Regions from separate parts of the Ovis aries genome. Here region 1 is linked to region 2. The links are chromatin contacts, called in public Hi-C maps. All regions are on one chromosome and are shown on one strand. Each heading gives the region's core, a stretch centred on a gene start, on an enhancer-like site or on the middle of the called end of the contact. The rest is flanking DNA. Distances are from core to core; before and after follow the strand shown. Region 1 holds the start of ADSS2 (adenylosuccinate synthase 2). Region 2 holds the start of EFCAB2 (EF-hand calcium binding domain 2).

Region 1 (5,800 bases), core at 1,648-4,147, 440 kb before region 2:
ACTTCCTATTAAGTCCCAAATCTAAAATGATGATGAAAATGCCACAAGCTTTGCACCTATTCTTTCCAAAAAGACATTTTATATTTAAAATAAATAGTTAAATGCAATGTCAGCTTTTCTTTAAAAAACTGTATTTTTATTGGGAGAAATTCCTTATTTTATGATTCCATTAGAGACACATTATGTGTATACCACTTCTGGAGAAACACTATAAAAGTCTGAGTTTATGGCACGAATATGACAAAATATACTGATTAAACTCTAAAAAGTGCATATTATTTTCAATAATACACAAAACTTAAATCATCAAACAGAGCAATTCAAGTCCAAAATGTCCTTCCAAAAGTTGACTTTTCCCAGCTCTCTATACATCTTAAGAATTTCAACAGTTCATAACTATCAATTTTATAAGTCAGGAGAACTTCACTAAGAGATGTCAGCTTACTGGGACTGACCAAATAATATAGTTACCAAAGTGAATCACAACGGATATTCTTAAATCTATTCATTACTTATCTACCAGCATTAACAAGAAATAAGAATCCTTTGGGTTCTTAAAACACTAGAAGAATATAAATTTTTAAATTATATAAGGAAGGTAGTAAGCCAAAATTTTACAGGTGAGTCAAGCCTAACAAGTTTGCTCATACATGTCTCCTCTATCTTCAGCTAACATTCTAAAGCCAAACTTGGCTCCTTCTCAATCATTTCTCTCCAGACTTTCCAAGGGCATCAGATCAGATCAGCCCCATGACCTCCTTTCAAGACTACTTTCTACAGTAACATGGTAATACCCTCTCCAACCAACAAGCAAGTTCTACTTCTTTTCAAAGTGATTATTAAAATAGAGGATCTTTTAGAATAAATGCAAAGTGGTTACATCCCCCCAAACTTCTTACAATCTATATTTATTCTGTTATTTATGTTAGCTCTTTCTGTATAAAAGAATTTGCCTGCAATGCAGGAGACCCGGGTTTGATTCTTGGGTTGGGAAGATCCCCTGGAGAAGGAAATGGCAACCCACTGGAGTATTCTTGCCTGGAGAATCCCATGGACAAAGGAGCCCAGTGGGCTACAGTCCATGGGTTTGCAACAGTCAGACAGGACTTAGCAACTAAAACACAACCATTTCTGTATTAGGAAGATATCAGAAATGACAGTGAAGTAGATAAAGGGGCCTCAACCTCTCCTCCTGCCCAGAAAGAGTTAGGTATTCCCATACTTTGCCATAGCACAGCAATCTAGGATCTTAAGAGAAAAGGAAGGTGATGGTCAGTCTTCTGGCGCAGCTCCTACAGTAGTGTGAGGCAAGACCTTTAGGGGTGTCATGAAGTAACCTCCTATGTTACTTACGTGTGTAGCCAGAGAGGTGGAAGAATAGAAGATAAGTGGTGGCAGTGTTAGTGGTAATACTAAGAAGCAATTGGTGCAACAGCGATCTTAACCCAGAAACGGGCAGGATGGATTTCCTCAAGCAAAAAACAAGATTTTCTCATTTAACTTTTGATGTACTTATGATTACTTTTTTCTGCCTGCCAAAATGGTATTCAACTTCAGGTAGAACACTTCTAATCGAGCAGGCCTACGAACTTGTTAGAATGCACACAGCACTATTATGCCATGTACACAGCTCATGAAGAAGAAACATTCTTCCAACCTAAACAGCAGTTAACTTCAGACATTACAGTACCATTCGTTCTGAAAGGGCTTATTGCTCAACTATTTCGAATTTTGAAATTCGTAACAGTTACCTATGAGCCTTTAGAAAGGCCTAGTCTCTTGGCTGCTTCAAAGCAAACGACAAATAGGAAGAAGGTTTATACTGAAAACCACGTGTCTCCCGGTAGGAAGTATATTATTACTATTCCATTTCCCGAAAGTTCACTCTAGGTGTGAGCGTTAACAATGTGAATATTTCTAAATACTAGATTTGACACTTGTGGTGTTCTTTCATTTGCCTCACTCGTAAAAGAGCTGGGATGCCCACCTTTAGGACCAACAAGTAAAATTAATCTTCCTTAGTATACCGGGTACCGAGTAAAAAACGGGGCCATTACACGGTTATAAACCGCCCTTAAGCCCAAAAGTGGGTTCTCCTGTCAACAGAGTGGACCCGATGAGGCAAAGCTCTGCAAGCTCGGGCCTGCAGGTGGGGGACTGGCGAGTCTGGCTTTCCGGGCGTTTCGGCCCACTTGGTATCCCCTGGGCGGATGGGTGATGACGGGGACGATTTTGCGGCCCCCTAGGGTCTCTGCGCGGAGTCGCCAGCAGGCCTCGGGCGGTAGCTCCTCAAACTCGAGCGGTCTCCCATCTCCACCCCGGCCCCAGTCCTGGGTTTGAGCACTGGTCCTCGGACCGAACACTGCAACTCCCCAGGCATCGCGCATCTCAAAGGCTCTCAGAGTCAAGCCGCATTTTCCTCCTGAGCCATCTCGAGCCCGCAGCCCGAGACCCAGGTCAGGGGTCTCCGACCTCCCGCCATTTCTCCACGTCGCCGCAGCTCGTAGTAAGAGGAAAGAACCTCAAGGTGACACCTTATTTCGGACGGTGGATGCGAGTTCTGGGCCCGAGCTAAGGGGCCGGCTTCCCGTCAGAGCCCTGCCGCCTCACCTGGCAGCGGCACACGATGTCGGCGTCCTGCGCCAGCAGATCCACCACCTTCCCCTTGCCTTCATCGCCCCACTGCGCGCCGAGCACCACCGTCACCCGGTTCCCTCCAGGCCGCGCCCTGGGGCGGCCGCAGTCGCCGTTGGGCAAGGAGGATGCCGCCGGGTTGGTCTCGGCAAACGCCATGGCTCCGGAGACACGAGGAGAGCCCGAAGGGGACGCGAGAAGCTTGGAGTGCGCGAACTGAACTGCCCTACGGCCGCCAGCCACATGCGGAGGAAGAAGGAGCCAGAGCCAGCCCGCCCCCGCCCCGCCTGCCGGGTCGCCACCCTCCCGCCAGGCCCGCCCCGCGCTCCCGCCGCCTTCTCAGAGGGGCACCAGGACCTCCCCGCGCACGCCGGCCTTGGCAGCACCGCCCGAGGAAAAAGCCACGCCCCTTCCGCGGCCGGGCGCGCCCCTCCAGTACGAACTCAGAACGGGAAGGATGGGGGCGGGGCTTCGAGCGTGCTTCACCCTCAACGCCCCGCCCACCAGCCCTTTCTCGGGCTTTTCAAACTGGAGAGGCGGGGAGGTACGTGCCAGTGCGTCAGACTACAACTCCCGGCAGCGCTCTGGTCAAAGCGGTGTATTCCGGTGATTTGGTGTCTGCCATGTGCACGTTTCAGTTTGTGAAAATGTTTAAGTTGTTTCTTAATTTGCTTTTATTAAGGAATGAGATAGTGTATACAAAATATGAAGGGTGGAATTTCAAAATACAAATGGGATGAAATTGGAACATACTATAGATTTAGAATTGGAAAGTAAAGGTCTGAAAGTAAGAGATGCGAACGGGCATCAGAAAAGGGCAAACTCGAATGTAAAGCAGTAATGTAGAGGTCATTAGGCCTGAAAATCTACAGAATACGCAGAGTCCTGTATCTTCTTATTAGAATTAAATGCCAATGTCATTGTAATGTATGCCAGAATACAGTAACAACCCTATGAGGTAGGTAACACTATCTTATCCTTATTTTACAGGATTTAAAAGTTAGTTAACTACCTCTAGTGAGGAGTGAATTGGTGCCTAGATGGTCAGTCCAGAGCCCAAGTCCTTTGTGTAGTGTTTAGTGTTTCAGTTCAGTTCAGTTGCTCAGTCGTGTCCGACTCTTTGCGACCCCATGAATCACAGCACGCCAGGCCTCCCTGTCCATCACCATCTCCCGTTTCAGTTGCCATTAAAGCTCATTTTAAACGGAATCAGGAAGCCCCAAAGGGGAAAGCTCTCATGCGGGTACCACTCCGAGCAGATTGCCTAACAAGGAAGAAGGAAGATAAGAATATTACTTTTCTTTTAGGATAAGGGAAGACAGTTTTCACATAGGAATTTTATCTCCTGCTTTTAAAAAATGGAAGGCAGTTTCCTCCTTTGCCCCAGCAACAATGCTCTAACCTTTGAAATCTTTTTGTCACTTTAGTTAAATGAATAAATATTATTTTATAATGATCTGTGATCCAATTTAGTCACGTCCAAAATTTTTGATATTTTTGAAAATCTTCCCCCAAATCAAGCTATAATTGAAGTCTTTTTGACCTTAAACTAACTTTGGGATTTTTTTGGAGGGCCCCTGGAGCATCTCAGAGGATCTGTTCTCTCTGTTCATAAAAAGGGAGATATTAAACTAATTGGACTTATTTGGGAAAGTGCATGGGAAGCATTGTCAAGTAAATAATACTAAGCCTTCTTTATATTGCATCTGTGTTATAAATGCTTCATAAATATAACATTCCTTGAAATCTGATATTTCTGGTGTATTATTACCACTCATAAGGGCTCCCCAGGTGGTACTAGTGGTAAAGAAGTTGCCTGCTAGTGCAGGAGACATGTTCTGCCCCTCGGTTGGGAAGAGTCCCTGGAGGAAGACACAGTAACTCACTTCAGCATCCTTGCCTGGAGAATCCCATGTACAGAGGAGCCTTGTGGGCTATAGTCCATAGAATCACAAAGTGTCAGACACAACTTAGCACATACACATACATGCACCATTCATAATCCTAGTTATTATCTTATAATGTGTATCATAGAACTTACCAAATTCCCTTGTCCATCCTACTATAATGAGCTCCTATTGGATCTCTAATAATGGACATTTAAGGCTTTTGTCACCATAGAGAGTTACTGTTTTACTCTGATGCTTTGCAAAAATATTCCTATAAAAATGCTTCATCTTCAAGGAGAATTGTGGAAAAGACCCCTGCCCCAAAATAATTAGAATGCAGATTTCTGATAACTTTAAGATCATAACACTGAACTAGGTAAAAACTTATAAAGCTTTAATGGAAAATTGATTGATTCATAAAGCCACTAACCCAAGATTAACAAGAATTACAGGAGATGGAATGAACAAATGAGAATGACTATAATTCATATGATTTTTTATGCTGGTTCCCTAATGTTCTACTTTTCCTGAATGAAGTCTTTTAGAGGATGATTATAATCTTTATGACTTCTTATGCTAGTCTCCTAATTTTTACTTTTCCACATCTAAGGAAATTTTTCTCTTAAGCATCTGTCACAGTAGTTGTAAACAAAGATGAAATACTCATCTTTTCCTACATGATCCCTTCAGAATTTGGGAACTCTTAAATATTCTTTTCCTGACAGTACTGTTAGTTATTTACATGAATTCAGTGAGAACCTGTTCTTGTAATAGTATACAACAGGAAATATTAACTACATTGCCAAGGCTTTGACTGGAATGTCATATTTGAGAGAGAGATACATAGACTCGGATATGACCAATTTTAAGGAATTGCTTGGAAAAACTAAGCCTAGCACCTTGCTTGTAAGGTTCCAGCACAGTAATCTTAAAAAGAACTATGGTCAATTACTATTCTTGCTACATTTATGTAAATAATCAGGCCAAATATAATACAAAAAAATTAGTTTTACTATGATTTTTTTGATAAAAGGGAGAAAATTATGGGGAGAGAAATTATGTTTGCACCTTTGTAGATATTAGATTCTTGTCCTGTTTTCTTTAAAGTTTTGTTATATACCTATAAGCTGGACTAGATCCTAAAGTCTTCTTTTTTCCTCAAATATCTGATTACAAATCTCCAAATTAACATTTCCAACTTTTTCCAACCCTTCTGGTTTGGAATCAATAAGAATAAAATTTATGAATTTCCTTGGACACAGAGGTCCTTCTCACTA
Region 2 (6,428 bases), core at 2,362-4,861:
TGGGGATTCTCCACAAATTCTCTAAAATTTTCAAAGCTTTCAGTTACATCTATTGAGTCTTATGAAAACTTTAAGACAAGGAGCTTGGATGTTGGTATCTCCATTTCTTTAAGTTAACTAGGTTTTAAAGAGATTACATGCCTTGCCTAGAATCATGAGGTCAGTACAGGGCAATGGCTAAGGAAAATCTGGTTTTAAAAAAATTATTCTTAGTCCAAGGGGATGTCAATGATCCCCATCCTAGGAAAGTAACAGGGCTGTAAAGGTTTTACTATCATTTTGCATTATTCATACCACTTACCCTTTTACTTTACCCACATCTTAGGTAACTGAGTCAATTGCATTCAGAAGAAACATTTTCTGAGTCCCTCATGGGCACAGAACTCATGCCTGTGTGAACAAATTTATCACACTATAAATTCAATCACACAAAAAGACAACCTATACATATCCCTCTGGCCCCACTCCTTGGCATAGTGGGCTTTTGTCACTTGGATAACCTTTTTTTCACTTTGTGGAAAGTTTTCCAGAATAATAACAGACTTTTATGTCTAACTAGTCAACTGAAAAGTACTTTTAAGCTCCTAGTATGTGTCCCAAATTGGGATAGGTACTATGGGGATACAAAAGATGTGTATATATTAGGATCCATCTTCAAATCTATATTGGGTGGAGGGGTTAATTAACATAAATTTTTTTACTCATCCAAATTTAGAGTGTTATCTTAAGTATGCTGTAGGAGTTGAGAATTAGAGGTTAATGTGGCTTGAAATAATCTAAAAAATAAAAAGCTTTTCCTATCAGTGTCATTGAGAAGACTAAATTCTGTCCTAATTTTAAAAATGCACATTAGTTTTTCAAGTTTGATAGAGTTCACACATTTTATTTGCTAAATAACTTTATTTATTTTCAGCTGTGCTAGGTCTTCGTTGTTGCATGTGGATTTTCTCTCGTTGGAGTGAGCAGGAGCTACTCTCTAGTTGTGGAGCACTGGCTCTACAGTTGTGGCATACGTGACTAGTTGCCCCAAGTCAGCTAAAATCTTCCTGGACCAGGGATTGAACCCATGTCCCCTGCATTGGGAGGTGGACGCTCAACCACTGGACCACCAGGAAAGCCCTAGAAATGCACATTATTTTAGACAAAAACATTGAAAAGTTTGGACAAATGAAACACTTCCATCCTCAAGAGCTTACAGTTTGGTGGGGGGAAACAAGTAGAATCTCTGTAAATCAACGTGAGGGTCTGTGTGTGTGTCTTAGTTGCTCAGTTGTCTCTGACTCTCTGCGACCTCACAGACTGTAGCCACCAGGTATCTCTGTCCATGGAATTCTCCAATTCCAGGAGAATTCTCCAGGCAATAATACTGGAGTGGATTGCCATTCCCTTCTCCAGAGGAACCTCCCAACCCAGGGATGGAACACTGGTCTCCTGCATTGCAGGCAGGTTCTTTACTGTTTGAGCTACAAGGGAAGTCCTTGTGAGGGTCTACAGATAACAGCTCAGAAGAAGGGGTTGACACGGAAAGCATCAGGGAGCACATGACCTTCACGGAGGTCACTGACAACAGGGAGGGGACAAATGTGTGTCTGTAGGAGGGTGAATGTTAGAGAGAGGAGAGAAAGGCATTCCAGAAAAAGGAAACTGGGAGCAGCACGGGAAAAGGTACAGTGAGTAGTGAGCATGAAGACTAAAGCTGGGATTTCCCACATTTATTTCAAAGGCCTTCATCACCTATATGAAGAGGGTCTTGAAAAAACAAATAACTAGACCATAACGATCATGAAATTTAATTATACATGAGCGCTAATCATTTGTTGTTGTTCAGTCATTAAGTCGCAACTAACTCTTGTGAATCTACTCAACTGTAGCCCACCAAGTTCCTCTGTCCAAGGGATTTTCCAGGCAAGAATACTGGAGTGAGTTGCCATTTCCTTCTCCAGAGGATCGCCCCAACCCAGGGATTGAATTCACATCTCCTGCACTGGCAGGTGGATTCTTTACCACTGAGCCACCAGGGAAGTCTGTGCTAATGATTACTCTACTTTTTGGCATTAAGAAATTATTATTCATGGTTATATTCATTTTATATAAATATCTATCTTCTGAGCCATTTTGTGAGGATTCAATTGTTCGTAGTCAATTTCAAAGAGAATGCTGATTGGAGCACCACAGGAATATTTTCTACAGAGAAAATACTTATTTTAATAAAGAATATTAGTTTTCTTTACGGTTTTCTTAGGGATTATAGAACCAGAATAAAAAATATAAAAACTCAGCTAATCAAACCATTAAATACCTTATATTTTGAAGGCCTCTTAATAGTTGTTTATAAATGATTTTTACATAAAATTAAGTCATTTAAATTAATATACACATGCATTAAAGGGGCTTCCCTCCTGGCTCAGACAGTAAAAGATCTGCCTTCTATGCGGGACGCAGGGTTGGATCCCTAAGTCGGGAAGATCCGCTGGAGAAGGAAATGGCAACCCACTCCAGTATTCTTGCCTGTGAATCTCATGGGCAGAGGAACCTGGCGGGTTATAGTACATGGGGGTCGCAAACGGTCAAACGACTGAAGCGGCTTAGCACGCACATGGATTAAAAAACCATCTAAAACTAGTTTCAAAAATATATATATTCGCTCGAACCACACCATTAGGCATATTATTCAAAAATCATTTTTAAAAGAAAATATTCTAGTGAACTTTTCCTTAAAATGAGACAAACATTTAACATGTTACAGGTTTCAAATTTCAGAAAAGCGAGATGTAAAACTTTCCCTCGGTTATTTTAGCTGGACATCCGGTCAAATTTCACAAGTAGGAACATCTTCATGTACCTAACAGTGGGCACAATACAGGCACGTCTCTGTTGCTATGAGAACCTCTATTTTGTAGGAGAAATCGCAGCCTTGACGACGCAATGTTTGCGCCGATTTTACAGCATGTTTTTCTACAGCGGTTCAGCTCCACCAGTAACACTCTAATGGCTCTCTGGTTTCCTGCCCGCCAGCCCAGTTTTCCGTCCCAGCTCCAGCGCTCGCCCGCTGTGCACTCCCGGTCTCTGGGAGCGGGCGGCGAGCACTGGCCTGGCGAAAACGTGGGCCGGAGGTGGGGCAGATGGGAAGGGGAGGCGGCGGCACTGCGGGTTGCTTCTGTTACCCTCCGGAGTCGAGCTCTGCACCAGCTCTCCAGCTGCGTTTTAAAATCTGCAGTTAAAAAAAGTCGAGCAACGCCACATCCTACAAACTGGAGGGGACGAGGAGAGCAGTGTGTCCCCAAATGGATCAGAAAAATGGGAAAGGAGGGGTTCTGAACTTTATTATTAAATACTTCCTCCATGCCAGAAAAATCAGGGTTCAGGGCTCGGTACTGGGCAGAATAGGCTGAAGCCACCGACGCGACTAAAAAGGGTCGCGGGCGCGGATCCGGGCTTCCGAGCGCCACGGGGTCCTAGCGGGAGCGGGGGGCGCGCGCGCTCGGAGCGTTCCTTCCCCCCACCCCCGCCCCAGGGTCTCCTTCCCTCGGGATTCGGAGCCTCCCATCCTCCAGGGCCGACTCGCCGCGGGGCTGAAGGGTGTCAGGACGCCGTGACCTAGCTTAGCGACAGGCCTCTCCCCGGCGACGGCGCCGCAACAAGATGGCGGACGACAGAGACAGGGACGGCACAGGTAAGAGGCACCGCGAAGCGCAGCCCTCGCCGCCCGCCGCGACCTCGGCCGCACCGGGGAGCTCCAGACAGAGTGGGACCCCCTACCTCTGGAGCCCCACCCTCAGGGAGAAGGCCGACCCAGCCAGGCCGCGCCGCCCGCCCCGCAGCGGAGGCCCCCTCCCCCGTTCCTGCCCCCCTCGCCCCGCCTCCCGGGCCCTCATCCCGCCCCCGCCCCCATCGTCCCGCCCGCGGAGCCCCGAGCCTCGCTTCCAGCGCGGGTTGCGGCCGAGGCGCCGGCCCGGAGCCCCATAATGGCGTCCTTGTTCACGGTGTCGAGGACACCGCCTCCAAGCCCTAGCTTGGGTTCTCGTTGCCGCAGGCGCCACGCCGGCAGCTACTCAGGCTCTGGGCCCGCGCGGCGGCCTGGGTGAGGACGGCTCAGGCTGCGGGCGTCTGCCGTGCTCCTCCCCGGCTGCGCTGAAACCCCGCCCGGCCCAGACGGCTGGCGTCTGCGGCCACCATTTTGCCTTCGTAGCGGGGACGTGGGAGGACGGCTTGGAGGTCACCGCGACTGCGTCCGCGCCTCTAGGATCCGAAGCGCGCGCGCCACCCGCCTGGTGTCTTGTCTTATGCGAAAAACAAGACAAAATACAAAAAACTTTAATAAAGATGAAAGAGCAAACTCCAGAGGCGACGCGTAGAGCTCGGTGCGCAGGCCTGTCTCTGCGGCGCCACCAGACGGCCCAGCGCGATCGCGGCGGCAGAGGCGGGACTGGGCCTCCGGTCGCCGGGTGGGAGGCATTGATGTTTTCATTATTAGGGGAAAGAAAACCTGCGTATCCATGTTTATTTGTTAAGACTGTTAACGTTGTTTTAATTCAGTTTGATTAAAAAATTGATGCTTTTTTTTTTTAACCATCCTTTAGTTACTCAAAAATAAGTCTGTATTTCAGTAATTGATGAACTCGTCGCTAAAACGTCAAGCCATTGAAACGATAGAGGTAAACATCTTAGAAATGAAAATAATACCCCACCTTTGTTCTTTTTTTGAGTGCTTGAGACATATCAGCATACCATTTTTCTCAGCATGGAACAAAGATGTAATGATATTAAGTAATAGTTACAAGTGTAGGAGCCAGCGCTGAGGTCGTCAGTCACTTGTCGTGGTGATCACAGAAAAAAGGCGGAGAAACACACGGCACTGTGCCAAAGAGCTACGTAGTGATAGCAATAATACTATTTGATTTTTTTTTTTTATGATTACGTTAGTCTGAAAAGCCAGACATTTTATAGATGTTACCTTCCTAAGATGTCCTTATAATTTTATTGTGCTGTTTTAAAAGTATAAGGTACGTCCTAAGAAAATGATTACTTTTTAAATATTAGTTTTAAAACTTTCCCCAGAGGGACTTCCCTGGTGGTCCAGCGGTTAAGAATATGCCTGCCAGTGCAGGGGACACAAGTTCCATCCCTCTTGGGGAAAGATTGCACATGCTAGGGAGCAGCTAAGCCCCTGCGCCACAACTGCTGAGCCTGGGCTCTCCAACAAAAAAAAGCCCGGGGCGTGAGAAGCTCCTGTGCCCCAGTGAAAAGTAGCCCCCGCTGGCAGCAACTAGAGAAGACCCAGTGCAGCTAAAAAACAAAAACAAAAACAAAACAAAACTTCCCCAGAAAGACTTACCTTTATTTATTAAAATTCTTATTTAAAAAAAAAAAAAGGAAGACTTTCAGAAGGTAATCATGGATTTTTAAAAAGATTTGATTAGGTCAGCCTGAGGAAAAGACACACACTGGATTATGCTTCAAATACAGTTTGTTTTTCTTCATTAAAAAAATAGATTGAAAAGCTTTTTTGATTTTCAAGGATACTTTCCTATTTATAATAAACTATTTCAGAGAAGAAACAATTCTGTCTATAGCCATAGAAGTAATGACTGTTAAAATCAGATTGGGTGTCATTCATTCAGTTGACATGTTTAATGCCTGCCATATGGAAGGCATTCTGAGTCAGGTTAGAACTTTGGAGGGTATTTTTTTCTCCCAAAGAAGGTGAGCTATATAAGGAAGATAAGACATTCACAGAAGGGAGAGAGCAGTCAGCTGGACTGGTATGTGCAGCCCATGTGCCAGCTGCTTGCCAGGTGTGCTGTATCCCCTGATGAGGGCAGCAGCCTGGTATCCCTGGGAGCTGGTAAGAAAGGAAGGAGGGCAGTCCGTGCCCCTGGCTTACTGAATTAGACTCTGCATTTATGCATTCCTGCCCGTGATCCACATGCACATTAAAGTTTGAGAAGCACTGTTCCACGGTATATCTCAGTTACTCTTTACAACGGTCCTATGAGCTGATTGTAATTGCAGCTTGACGGGCAGGATGAAATAGAAGTATGTTGTCTCGAGAATGAAATAAAGGTATGTTGTCTTAAGGATAAATTAGAGACTCATATGCTGATAACCATCTTTGAATACACATATTTCACTCATATATTTGATTCTTTGCTCTGAAGTTTCAGATATTACGCCTGACCAATTAATCCGAATAGGCTAGGCTTTGAGGATTCACTCAAACTAACTAAACTCATAAAGAGTGATGTACAAACCTGAATAATGATTTATTAATTTAAATTGGGGTATGATTTAAATTGATACATCAGTCAGGAAGCTGACCTCTGCAATGTCGTATACTGTTTTATGTGTATTAAGCTTTTGTAGAGGGTAGATTTATATGTTTAAAGTTGCTTGATGAACATGGAATCAAGCAAAAGAAAAGGATAGTT

The links. A called contact is a pair of places that touch in the nucleus more often than the background predicts.
Region 1: a contact with region 2 is called in a Hi-C map of tail adipose tissue, with 4 times the contacts expected there. The contact joins the promoter of ADSS2 here to the promoter of EFCAB2 in region 2. A contact is called at or near these places in 2 of 16 Hi-C or Micro-C datasets (omental adipose tissue and tail adipose tissue).

Annotation. Positions count from the first base shown.
Region 1 is chr12:32,036,317-32,042,116 of ARS-UI_Ramb_v3.0, reverse strand. ADSS2 (adenylosuccinate synthase 2) reads right to left here and starts at 2,897. Exons shown (of 13, transcript XM_027976332.2): 1 at 2,611-2,897. The coding sequence starts at 2,793.
Region 2 is chr12:31,594,223-31,600,650 of ARS-UI_Ramb_v3.0, reverse strand. It overlaps EFCAB2 (EF-hand calcium binding domain 2), which reads left to right and starts at 3,611. Exons shown (of 8, transcript XM_015099188.4): 1 at 3,611-3,673. The coding sequence starts at 3,643.